2 separate regions of the Bos taurus genome follow, and region 1 is linked to region 2. The links are chromatin contacts, called in public Hi-C maps. All regions are on one chromosome and are shown on one strand. Each heading gives the region's core, a stretch centred on a gene start, on an enhancer-like site or on the middle of the called end of the contact. The rest is flanking DNA. Distances are from core to core; before and after follow the strand shown.

The links. A called contact is a pair of places that touch in the nucleus more often than the background predicts.
Region 1: a Hi-C map of liver shows a contact between it and region 2, with 11 times the contacts expected there. The contact joins two enhancer-like sites. A contact is called at or near these places in 7 of 11 Hi-C or Micro-C datasets (blastocyst, blood, liver and 3 more).

Annotation. Positions count from the first base shown.
Region 1 is chr7:53,943,329-53,950,240 of ARS-UCD2.0, forward strand. It overlaps ARHGAP26 (Rho GTPase activating protein 26), which reads left to right. Exons shown (of 23, transcript NM_001205522.1): 4 at 2,188-2,259. Among named protein-coding and RNA genes, the nearest start is that of ARHGAP26, 130 kb to the left of the region's middle. Within about 2 kb of position 5,468, at least 26 of the 102 cell types and tissues checked have an H3K27ac peak or open chromatin away from gene starts, as enhancers often do. A contact at or near this core is called in liver, where this site is marked.
Region 2 is chr7:53,747,860-53,754,151 of ARS-UCD2.0, forward strand. No RefSeq gene overlaps it. Among named protein-coding and RNA genes, the nearest start is that of FGF1, 22 kb to the left of the region's middle. Within about 2 kb of position 2,427, at least 15 of the 102 cell types and tissues checked have an H3K27ac peak or open chromatin away from gene starts, as enhancers often do. A contact at or near this core is called in liver, where this site is marked.

The sequences.
Region 1 (6,912 bases), core at 4,218-6,717, 200 kb after region 2:
GAGTGGAAATTATATAGTCATAGAATCTTAGATCCATATGGACCTTATTCCTTACTGTGTACAGCCCCTTATTTGACAGATAAAAAAGTGAGGTGTCCTGAAGACTGGTAGCATGCAGTAGCAGGCACTGGGACAAGGACTTGGGTATCCTGATTCCCAGGTGGGAAATTAGGGCTTTTGTATATTTAGCATCTAGTGAGGGCTGGATTCTCCCCCATGGAGGCCCATTGGAACAACTTGGGGAGTTTAAAAGATACTGATGCGTGGAATGAGGTACAGAGTTTCTGATTTATTGGTCTGGAGCGTGGCCTGGAGACTGGGAATTTTAAAAATTCCTCAGGTGAGCCTAGCTTTCAGTTAACATTGAGAACCACTGGCTTAGGGGCTCTGAGCACGATTGTGAGTTTGAAACTTATACTTGATTTGTGGAAAAGATGAAATAAGTGAGCCAAATGACAGTATAAATCAAGCAAGTTAAACAGTATTGAAACACTCTAGAGTTAAAATATTATAACAGAAATGCTCTCAAAAGTGAGAAAAAGGCAAACGGCAATGAATTTGGAGACCTGCCACCTTCTCCCCTTCACATTGTGTGGTTAGTTCTTTGCTGTCTCCATCTATGGCTTCTGGCATTTACTCCGTTAGTTTCATTGCAATGGATAGGCATGTGATTTAGAAAAATAATGCTTTGTTGTGATGAGATTCCTGAAATAATTAGTTGAGTGACGAGTGAGCAGTGAATGACTTAAAGGAGAGATTGTAAAATGTCGTGCTGCCTTAGAAAAGACCATAGAATCTTAGAGCTGGAACAATTCACCCCACTTATTTTGCAGATGAGGAAATTAGAGCCCAGAGAGGTTAAATGTTTTGCCCGTGGTCACACAGTTGGCAGCCAACCAAGAACTAGTTCATTCATTTATTTAATTGTTGAAAAGGTTTGAGTGTTCCTTTGTTTCAGCAGTCTTCTGTGAGTGGCATGATGGTGGACAAGTGAGCATTTATAAGACAGTGGCGTGTATGTGCGTATATTGTAATGGTGAAACAGAGAGCTTCAGCTAGTCTACATCTTCTGAAGAAAATGCTTGGGGAGGTGGTGGGAAGTTTCTTTGGATTACTTTGGCAGTAGAGAAAGCCTCCCTAAAGAGGTGATATTTAAGCTGAAAACTGAATTGCAAGAAGTAATGAGTTGTCCGCACAAGAATTTGGAAACAGAACGTCTAAAAGAACAACCAAATGCAGAGTTTAGGAAGTGGGGAAGGTTTGGTCCATTTGAGGTGCAATCAGGTGACAAGGCTTCCCTGATAGCTCAGTTGGTAAACAATCTGCCTGTAATGCAGGAGACCCCAGTTCTGTTCCTGGGTTGGGAAGATCCACTGGAGAAGGGATCGTCTACGCACGCCAGTATTCTTGGGCTTCCCTTGTGGCTCAGCTGGTAAAGAATCTGCAATGTGAGACACCTGGTTTCAGTCCCTGGGTTGGGACGATCTCCTGGAGAAGGGAAAGGCTACCCACTCCAGTATTCTGGCCTGGAGAACTCCATGGACTGTACAGTCCACAGAGTCGCAAAGAGTCGGATATGACTGAGCGACTTTCACTTTCAGGTGACTCTGTGGTTGGAGGGCGGGACCTGAGGGGGTGAGCACAGGGAGATTAAGTTGAAAGGCAGCCAGGAGGCCCGAGTGTCTTGATCCCAGTCCAGAACTGGTAGGGAGGGCTACATAGAATCAGTCTTGGATGGTTTTTATGTCACCAAAGGTGGGTTTTTTTTTTTTTTTTGGAGGGAGGGTTAACTTAGATTTAGGGTTGAATATATCTACTTAAATATAACTTGGCTGAATGAGCATTTGCAAGAAGATGTCAGCTGAAGCTTGAAATTTAGACCCTACTCTGTCACCAGTTCCGCTCTGCCTTCAGTGTGGTTGCTTACGTTTTTAAAGGTTCTCATTTTTATTTTTAAAGAATCTGTCTTACTCATGCATAGGAAGAATACCGTATTTTGAACCGATGACTAAATTTTGATTTGGCGTGCTGTTGGTTCAAGTGTTATAAAGAGGTGACACAGGCACCGTGCTAACTCAGATTTTATACCGAGGTGTGGGGGAGTTTTTTGTGCCGGAACTGCCCTGCTTCTTTACTGATCCTGCTTCTATGTCCCCCCTCCCCCACACCTCTGCTTTTCCTCTCCAGATTGAGAACGCCAGTGAAGTGCTCATCACTCCCTTGGAGAAGTTTCGAAAGGAGCAGATTGGGGCTGCCAAGGTGAGAATTTTGCAGGCCTTCTTGGATTTCGGGACAGGAGGGCTGGAAAATACAACACCTAGTGTCTGAAATAAGACTGAAAGGTCAACCCCAGATCAGTCGTTGCGGTGTTCTGGTATCTAATTGTGTTGTGCTAGTTCATAAATCATCCAGAGGTGGAAGCTGTGCCTCCTTTGCGTGAGTAGTTAACCTGTGTGTTTGGACACCATGGAATTGTATTGCTTGCAGAGGTCAGGACTGAGGCCTAGGACAGGGGTTGCAAATAGGCCCCTGTGGATGTGAGGACCCTCTTATTAGCCCACTTTTGCTGTGCGTGAAATTGAGCCCTTTGTTGTTAGATCTTTACATTTTTTCAAGAGAAACTGAAAAGTCAAAGTTTTATGCGAATCTTCCCAGCTTTAAAAAATTGGTGGCACATAATTAAAAAATATATATTGCATGCTGTGCAAGTCAAAAAGTGGGACTGCTTCAACCCAGAGGTCAGCATTTGTTACCCCTGACCTGGAAAGACTGTCGCTGAAACTTGGCGGATTCTAACCTGTTACTCATTTTTTTAAAGGTGGATTCTCCCGGGTTTCCCGCCCTGTGATAAATCACTAGACAGCCCCAGCCAGGTTGACCTTCAGTAGAGTGTTAGAGCCCACCTATGGGCAAGATGTTTTCATTGGAATCAATGAAAGCAAAAGAATTTTCAAGGTTTTCTTCCAGTTTGTTTTTTTTTTTAAATGAACTGAGCCTTTTGCCTTGCAGCCCCTTGCGCCACCTGCAGGGGATCTTGGGCAATGTCACCCTCTTGTTGAGACTGGATTTTACTCAGTTGTGAAATGGCCTTGAGAGGTGCCTGCTTGTAGGTAGGAAAAACAGAACCGAAGTGTAACTAGGGGTGGTCTCTCCCACCCCCAACTAAATGCCTCTGCTTTCTGAAAATGAATATGATTAGGGCGTGAAAGAGACATTCTTGTCAGTCACCGTTATTCAGAGGGATGGATGACCCTAGTTTGAAGGAGGGACCACGGCCAAGATTTTTCTTCCAGTTTTCCAGCACTTCTCATCCAATTTTACAGTTTTCATTTATGAAGAAATTGGAGCTCATTGGTATTGTATCATCATATGTTAAGGAATGTGTAATTTAAAGGAAGTCTTATTCTGCTAAGATTTTGTCCAGGCCTTTGAACAGGCCCAGGGACAGATGGGAAAATGCCCAGTGCCCCTCCCTGAGTTCTCACTGGTGCAGATCCCACGAGCACCTTCTCTTTTGTGGCCTTGGGGCCTGTGCCTCCCAGTCCTGCCAATATGGAAGCGGCTCTGGAGGGTCCTAAAGAGCTTTGAGGCAGAGGCAGAGCAGACCCATGTATTGAGTCATCTTTCCAGTAGTCACTTCAACTCCCAAGCACAGACGCCTCTCACTCGGGCCTCTTCCCTCGGCTCAGCTTTGGGGATTACCATGGTTACCATGGAGGAGGAGGGGAAGTCTGAGCACACTCCTTTTGGGCTGATGTCAGTGATGGTCATGACAGGAGCAGGTACTTTTCAGAGAGCTATAGATGGTGAGAAACACAAGAATTAAAAAATTTATAGCAAAGAGCCACTCACCAAAACATGTTTCTCCTCACACACATTCTTCTCTCTCATTCTTGTCAAAGAACAAGGTGATGACACTGGGGATGATTTCCCATACCTCCCCCTTTGTTTTTTCTTTTTTTTTTTTCAATATACCTGTTCCTCATCCCCACCTCCACACTGTACCTGTATATCACAGAATTATGTACATTTGCAAGAACACAAAGAAACAACAATCCCTCTACTAGGCCACTGAGGGAGCAAATTCAGGAATACCTCAGAGCCAGCAAGTTCTCTGTAGTGGCCAAGTGGAAGTTTCCAAACTCTGCCCGTGTGATGCTAAAATTACCCATCCTCCTCCCTACTCTGGTGCCAGTTCAGTTGCTATAACAACCTGTTGCTACTTGAAGAAGCAGAAGTTAGAGTGCTAGGGGTGGTGGCAGGGAGTGAAGGCTATGAATGAGGAGCAATCTTGTGCTGATATGGCTGCTTTGGGGTAGGGAAGATCCTATGGGCTTGGCTTAGCCCTGGCCTTACTTTTAGATACCTGAGTTTGGGGGAGATGATTTTTCTTACAGCCAAAGCTGTGTTCTCTAGTGAAGCTACAATAGATGTAAGAGAGGGGGCTTCAGAGTGGGGCTGCTTGAGTCCAAATCCCATTTGTGCTGTTCACATATAAACATGGGGTGGTTACTGACCTTCTTTTTCCTAAACTGAGAAATGGGGATCATGATAGTGCTCACCTTACAGAGTTATTATGAGGAAGAAATCAGTGAACCCCTATGAAGTGCTCAGAATGCTGTCATAAGGTCATTTGGTATTAGCTGTTCTGTTGCATATACACAGTTCATTCATAAGATACAATGAAAGCCTGCTGCATGCCTGGCACTGTGTTCCACATTCCTGTTTGGTGGAGAATGAATGCAGATGTAGTTGCCTTGCCTGTGGCATGCAGGGAGAAAGGCCCGGTACAGAATGGTGTAAATAAGCATATGATCTCGCACATTGTGGTGGGTGCTGTGAAGGGTTTCCTTCCTGGGATGTGGGATGTGGAAAGCGAGTGGTGTTTTGATAGAAGGAGGTAGGTTTAGGTGCCGGACCTCATCATCACTGCCGCTACCCTGGCTGCCACCACCATCAGCAGCACGGAATTCTATCGAGCAGTTTCCAGGTGCTCTGCCAAGCACTGGACATGGCTTATCTCATTTAGTCCTGACAGTCCTACTATGGGGTGGGTGTTCTTAAGGCTTTTTTTGTTAGTCTCTGAGCTGAAAGGGAAAACTGGAGGCATTATCTGGTCTAGTCATCCTGAATTTATAGATCAGGGAATTGAGTCCTGGAGGGACAGTGGTTTGTAGGGAGTTAGGAATCATTACCAGAACCCTAACTCTGTCTTGGATCCATTTTGCCAACTACTGTGTACCCTCTGGAAGTCAGTGAATATCGCCTTGGTACCTGAGTGGCTGAGTCTTACTACCTTCCTGTCTAAAGAACATTATCTCAATCTAAGTGGAGTTATGCCCCCAGAGATCTTGTTGCTGTTTTCTCAGGACAGGAACTGCTTCCTGTTCCCTTAAGCTCTGGCTGTCCTCTTGAGCATGGAATGTGGAGGCTCAAGTTGCCAGAAAGTCACAGAATGTCAATGACTCATGTTCCCAGGCCTCTTCTCACCTCTGGTCAGCTGGACTGTGCTGGCACAGGGTTCCCTTTTGGGGGTTGCTGACAAGGCTGGTGAAAGGGTGGTGTGAGTATTAAGTAGAGTTGGAACCGCAGCTCCAAGTCACTAGATTTCTGTGAAGGAAAAGCATTGAGTCAAGTGTCTTGCCTGTACCTTTCCTTGTTTGAAGGATTAATGTGTCCTCTGGCTTTGTCTCCACTTGCTTCTACATGTTTTTTCATGTATGTAAGACTTTCAAACAAAATTCAGATTTGTAGAAATGGATACATGCCAGCTCAAATGGGTAAATGATGATTCTGCCCATTTTGTGAGGCTTAGAGTCTTGGTGTTGACCAGATAAATGGTGTTCTGATGCCACGGGTGCTTGTCAGCGCTTCAGGTGATGGTTTCTTGGTGTCTCCGTCACGCTTAGGCTCTGGGTGTTCTGCCATCTGCATTTGTCAGTCCCCTCCTGCTCACTAGGAGCAGATCTTTGATCACACTTCCCCTCCCCAGGGAGGCCTCCCCAGAACACTGTCTGCAAGAATCTCTGGGACTGCACCCTGTTTCCTCACGGACCTGCGGCAGTCTGAAATAATGCTGTTTGTTTCCTGGTTAACTGTGTTTCTCCTTCTGCTTGAACACCCCCACCATGAGGGTGGGGCTGTTTCTGCCTTATATTTCCAGTGCCTGAAGGATCCTTACACAGAGTGTTTGGACATTACATCATCATTAAATGAAGAGGGGTTTCAGCTTCCTTATCTGGCCACAGATTTTTTTCTCCTCTTTTCAGCCTTGGAGTTGCAGAAAAGTATCTCCTGTGGAATCCCCAAAAGTCAAAAGCAGGAGTGATGCACCCAGTTAGTGCATTTGATCCTGTTTATCAGGCCATGGTGGAGCTTCCTCCAGCCCCCTGGCCAGCCATCCCCACTGAAATGTGGAGGGAAGAGAAACCACCTATGACAGTAAGTCCAGGTGTGGGCTTAGAAGCAGCTTGTTTTGGGCTCAGACTCCAGCTCTGTCACTCTCTGGAACTTTTTACAGAAGTTAACCTCCTGTATCTAAGTTTTCTTATCTGTAAAATAGGGAATAGAAACTCAGTGACTTTGGGAGAGCAGGGATTATTACTTGTAATACAATGTTTACATATATATTTTTTATTTTGAAAGCAACCATATAGGATAATAGACATCTCCCTAATGGAGGAAAACATGACTCATTATCCCATTTCCTATCTCAAGTATTTTCACTGAAGTATCTTCCCACCTAATGTTTGTGTGCAGGTAGACACATTCTTTGTAGGATGCAACAAGTTTGTATCATGCTGTCACTACTTTTCATTACATTGTGAGCATCCCTCCATATGACTAGCTAGCCTTCTAAGTTATGTTTATTGAGTGCCTCATATTTTAATTATCCCAAATTCTATTCTTAGG
Region 2 (6,292 bases), core at 1,177-3,676:
GGGGGACTGAGAGCACCCCAGGCTGCAGAGAGTGGGAGAAGTGGCTGAACCTGAGCTTAGCTTTGGCAGGTGAGCAGAAGGGAGGGAAGGGCCATGCCAGCCCCATAGCAGGGAGGAGCTAAGGTGTGATGGGGAGTCATGTGAAGTAAGACTGGATGGGTCTCCAGACTGAGAAGATGACAAAGTTTGACTTCAATGATGGAGGTACTAGAGAGCTATACTAGATTTTTGAACAGAGGAGAACTGTGCATAATAATAAACTATATTGGTATTGAGAAGGCATCATATATGACAGGGGTTGCAAACTCAAATACCTATAATGTGAAGCAGGCCAAGTAAGAAGCAGTGGGCATGGGAGATGCTGGGGAAGCTAGAGCGCTGATGTCTGCCTAAATGAGCAGTTAGTATACAAACCCAGACAATTACTGCCATGGAGAGGTAGAAGCCCATAGCAGCCAACTCTTCTAGCTTCTCAAGAGAAGTCAGAACTCTGGATTTTTTCCTTAATATGAAGTTTCTTCATTATTAAATATGGCTAATTAAAAATGTTAAAATCTGGACCTCTGGTTGGCCAGTTCTCACATGCATTTTTTTGTCTGACCTGGGGGTTTGTATCATAGTCTCAAAATACTATACTGTTTCTTCCTCCCTCAGTCTTTCATTATCAAATCCATACATTATGAACAAAAAATAAATACAACATTCATCTGTAAGTGGGACTATCTCATTGATCCTCCCACAATCCTGTAAGATGAGTTAGTTCCACTTGTGGATGGGACTCAGCATCAGAGAGGTACAGTCACTGGCTCTGCATCACATAGTTACCAACTTGGGAGCCAGGATTTCAGGTGGTCAGATTCCTGAGTCATGCATTTATCCTATGTGTTATGGCCCTTCCTGTATAGTTCTGTTAGCATATTTGTGTCCTGTTTTTCTCTCTTCCAACCATGAGTGATATTCATGAGGTTATATTTACCATCTTGTATTAAAATGCCAGTTCTGCCTTTTCTATTGCTCATACCCTTGGTATATAAAGCATGTGAGTCAGTTCTGCTCAGTTTGACAGACATTTATTGGAAACCAATCATGTGCCGTGTAGAGAGGTGGACACCAGTCCAACTTCATGAAGTCATTTTAATAGGGGATTCTGAAAACTAGAAGTGCCACCTGTCATGGGATATCGTGTTGGGATAAAGGCATCTCCAGTATGCAGCGAGATCACACTGTGGAGTTGTGAATATGGGGAAGGGGTGGGTTGGGGGTGTCTTCCTGAGGTAAAGGTTGTAGGGCTGAGTGTCAGAGAACTCTGAACAACACCAGGGTTCAAGAGACCAAACAGTGGGAGAGCCGCAGAGTGGAGGGAAGATCAGGAGAGTGGTGACAAGGCATCAGGGGAAGTGAGGAGAATCTACCTGGGAGGGCTAATAGATGGGAAGGAGGGCCAGTGTCAGAGTGTGTAAGGTGGATAGGCTGAGGGGACACCGCGTAAGAATAAAGGTTTGTAGTATGAACAGATCAGTGAATCCATGGAAAGGCATGAAGAGGACATTGCCTCAGCTCAGCCTGGCACACAGGAAGGGCTGACTGCCTGGGAGTCTGTTCTGTATCTCCTTTATTAAAAAAAATTTATTTACTTATATGTTTATTTGACCATGCCGGGTTTCAGTTGCAGCACTCGGAATCTTCGATCTTTGTTTTGGCATGTAGAATCTTTAGTTGCAACATGTGGGATTTAGTTCCCTGAGCAGGCCCAGGCCCCCTGCAATGGGGGTTCAGAGTCTAAGCCACTGGACCACCTGGGAAGTCCCTGCTCTATGTCTTATTGTTTGTGGCATCTTAGACAGTCACCTCTTTGATCCTCAATTTCCTCATCTGTAAAATGGGATCTCTCACTCATATGGTTTGATGAGAATTGCATGAGATGGACGTGCCAAGCCTAGACCAGTGCCTGGCCCAGGGCAATCACTTAGACAGTGTGAGTTGTGATTATCATAGTTGGCGCTTGGTAAATGTTTGTTGAATGAATCAGAGAGAACAATGGCTTAAGCAGCCCCAGTGATACTCACTAGAGGTGGGAGATTAGGAGAGGAGCTAAGCTTAAGACTAGCCCCATGGTTCCATTGTCTTTGACTGGAAAATGGGAGTTACATTCATTTGCACGAGACTTCAGCTTTATCATAAACTACAAATGAAGCCATCTGGTCTCCCTGAGAAGCATCCCACCTGGACAGGCAAGTGTGACCACAAGTTCTGCAGTTGAATTGGGTGCTGAGGCTGCTGATTTTCCCCAGTGCGCTTGTCTGCATGCAGGCGTATCTAGCATTCCTGAAGATTACATCATTCCCTCCAGGTGCGGCTAGCCCTGCTGACAGAGAATGTTCTCCCGGGCAGTTGCAACAACCTGGCACCTGCCATGGAAGAGCCCAACCAGTGCTCATATGCAGCTGTTCAGGATGTGTGCCAGCCTCGCTGACTCCGGATGATGGGCGGATACAGCTATCGCCACTGCCTCCCTTGCTCCTGAATACAGTGGAGCGGCCAGTCTCCCAGTCAGGTGGGTGACTCTAAGTGGCCGCTTTCACCCCGGGGATTTCCACGAGACCCAGGAAAAGAGAGAAAAGCTCTGTAAAATGGTTACACTCGTACTTTCCATTTCTGTAATCATTTTTGTTAAAGATCTCAACGACTGGGGCACGTCGGAATTTTTCTTCAGAGATTCTATGCTGACAAGTATTGTACCGTGGTTTTCAGGTGGTGCTGGGTGCCCCAACACCCGAGGAAGGGATCTCAAAGATGAAAGTCTGCTTTTTTCTGAACGAAGTACTTCCTGTGGCAGTGGAGCCCCAACTTAGAGTGAGCTGGATTCCTCTGTGGAGAAGAACAGACATAGCGCCATAAGTTCTGATTGGTAGGTGAGTAGCCAGACCCAGACACTGGGATCACTAACCAGGTCCTTAGGAGGTGTTTCTCACAGTGTGGTCCATAGGCTGCCTACATTGTCTCCTGGGTACTTGTTGAAGAATCTGTACAGGTTCCTTGTTCCCACCCCAGACTCACTAAATAGACTGGGTACGATGGCTTCCTGTGGTTAAAGGTGACTTTAACCACAGATCTCTCAGCAATTTGAACACATTTACATTGAAAACTGCTGCATAAAAGATGCTAATGTACCAGGACACTCAGGAAGCCACTGCTTTACAACAGTCAGTTTGAATTTCTGTCCAATAGACCCCAATTTTTTTCCTGACTCAACTAGACTTCCCTCAGCAACTGAGGGGAAGTGTTGATCAACAGAGCACAAAGAAGCAGAGAAAGAAAAGTGATATAATCTGAGGCCACATTGAGTCTAAGGCCAAGAAATTACGATGGAAAAACACCACAGCTTCTGGCCTGGCCTGTGACAAAGCTTTGGTGGGGGGGGGGCGAAGGGGAGTATGCGAGAACCATCAGAAAACTGTCCACATCACCCAGTTCTATTTTTTTTAAAGAAAGAAGCAGTCTTATATTTTACTTTATTTTTATTTTTTAATTTTATTGGAGTATAGTTGATTTACAGCGTTGTGTTAGCGTCAGGTGTACAGCAAAGTGACTCAGTTATATATATTTGTTCTTTTTTAGATTCTTTTCTCATATAGGTTACCACAGAACACGCAGTAGAGTTCCTTTTGCTATACAGTAGATCCTTGTTGGTTATCTGTCTTATATAGAGTGTGTACATTCATCCCAAGTTCCTGATTTATCCCTCACCCCCTCATTTCCCCTTTGATAACTATATGGTTGTTTTCAATATCTGTTAAATCTGTTTCTGTCTGTAAATAAGTTCATTTGTATCACTTTTAAAAATTAGAGTCCACACATGAGTGATACATTTGTCTTGTCTGACTTCACTTAATATGGTAAACTCTAGGTCCTTCCCTGCTGCTACAAATGGCATTCTTTATTTTCAATGGCTGAGGAGTATTCCAGTGTGTGTATGTACCACAGCATCTTTATCCATTCCTATGTCAGTGAACATTTAGGTTGCCTCCATGTCTTGGCTATTGTAAACAGTGCTGCTGTGAATGTTGGGGTGCATGTATCTTTGCGGATTATGGCTTTCTCTGGTTATATGCCCAGAAGTGGGATTGCTGGACCATATGGTAGCCCTATTTTTAGTTTTTTTAAGGAACTTCCACACTATTCTCCATAGTGGTTTTACCAATTTACATTCCCACCAACAGTGTAGAAGGGTTCCCTTTTCTCCACACCGTCTCCAGCACTTATCATTTATGAACTTCTTTGATGATGGCCATTCTAACTGGTGTGAACACCACTCAATTCTTTGATGAAAGGGCTCATGGTAGTTTGCAGCCTCCTCTGGGAGAAGAAGCTGCTGCTGCTTTCAGACCGGAGTGGCTTTTACCTCTGCCACAGGCTGGGGGCAGGACTGTGTGAACACAGCAATTGGGAACTTGGATACCAGAGGTCAGAGCACTGTCCCTGGTCTTAGCCTGCAAGATCCAACCCCCAGGGAACAGAGGGGCACAGGCCAAGTGTCTGTGCAGTGGTTGGGGAACCTTTACCCTGTGTTCCCTGTCCCTGTGGTCAGTGTGAGCCCTATGAGTGTGACAGCCAGTGAGGGGTGTTCTCTAGGAACCCAGTCGGCCAGACAGTGTTCACTCTGTCCCCATGTTTCCTGGCACCTAGACACTTAACTCAGAAATTGCCCTTGCGCCCTGTGGGGGTGGGCAGATTTAAGGGCTCTCCTTTCAACTTTAGCCTGACATCTCATAAGCTGAGAAGATGCACTTTTCTATCCCAAAGTGCAGTTTTTCTGCACTCTTTGACCATCAGGCCTTCAAAAGAGTCTCTTTTCTTCTGCTGAAGCTGATGGTCCCTAGGAGAATTCACTGAACTTCAGAAGAATTCCCCCAGAAATTCCTGTGACCAGGGGACCCCATGTCCAGCGATTTGGACTGGGACCACTCCAGTGTCCTTTCCCACTCCCAAGGCAGCCAGAGATCAAACAGCCATCTCAGAAGACCAGAAACTGGAGAAATATTTTAAATGTCTTCGCAAGTTCATTGCGTTGTACTCAATGCCATTTCTGAAACTAAGGCAGCTTGCCAATGCACACGGTATATCTCAGTAAAAGAAATAAAAGCAAAAGGAAAACAGGATGGGAAACAGACAAAACCAGGTTCTTGCATATATGCTTGAGTGCGACTTAGCAGCAGCAACCCTTAGTAAAGACAGCACACAGATGGGTTCTGAGCTTTCTAACAAGAAAAGTGATCAGTCTTAAAGGTGACTCAAATATCCTTAATTCCTTCACCCTTTCTTTTGTTAAAAGATCCCCTGGAGGAGGGCATGGCAACCCACTCCAGTATTCTTGCCTGGAGAATCCCTATGGACCGAGGAGCCTGGTAGGCTACAGTCCATGGGGTTGCAAAGAGCTGGACACGACTGAGCGACTAAGCACAGCGCACAGCACACCCTTTACTGAACTTCTCTATGCCGGGCACTGTCGCTGGCACTGAAGATAGAGTCATGTGAACAAAATTAAGCCCCAGTCTTCAAGGAGCTTACTTGCCAGTTGAGAGAACTAAACAATATCCAAGGAAACAATGAAACGTATGATAATATATCAGGTGCTGCTAAGTGCTAAGAGATTCGAAACTATGTAATGAGGTCCAGTTAGAACAGTTAGGAAGGTCCTCTTAAGGATGATGTTTGAGGGTAACCTAAAGAGTGAGGAAGAGAGTCACGCTGATGTGGGGGGAGAAGGTCTGGGGCAGAGAGGGCAGTGTATGCAAAGGCCATGGAAGGACAGCGGTGTGTCTGAGGAACTTCTGAGCTGTCAGTGGGGCTGGAGCACAGTGAGGGGGAGGAGCAAGACTTGCAGGACGCCCTGGGGAGTGCTGCGGCCCGGCAGCCCTGGGAGGTAATGTAGGCAGGAGGAGAATGGGACGTTCCAGGCCACATGAGGACTGAGACTCTTACTCTGAGTGAAATGGGCAGCAAATGAGAGTGTTGAGCAGAGAACTGATATAATTCTAAAAGATCTCTTGGGCTGCTGTATAAAAAATGGGTGGCAGAGGGATGTTTTGCTAGTTGGCTAGGACTGCCATAATAAAATACCACAGACTAGGTGGCTTAGAAAAGAAATGCAAAAAAGCCAAATGGCTGTCTGGGGAGGCCTTACAAATAGCTGTGAAAAGAAGAGAAGCAAAAAGCAAAGGAGAAAAGGAAAGATACAAGCATCTGAATGCAGAGTTCCAAAGAATAACAAGGAGAAATAAGAAAGCCTTCC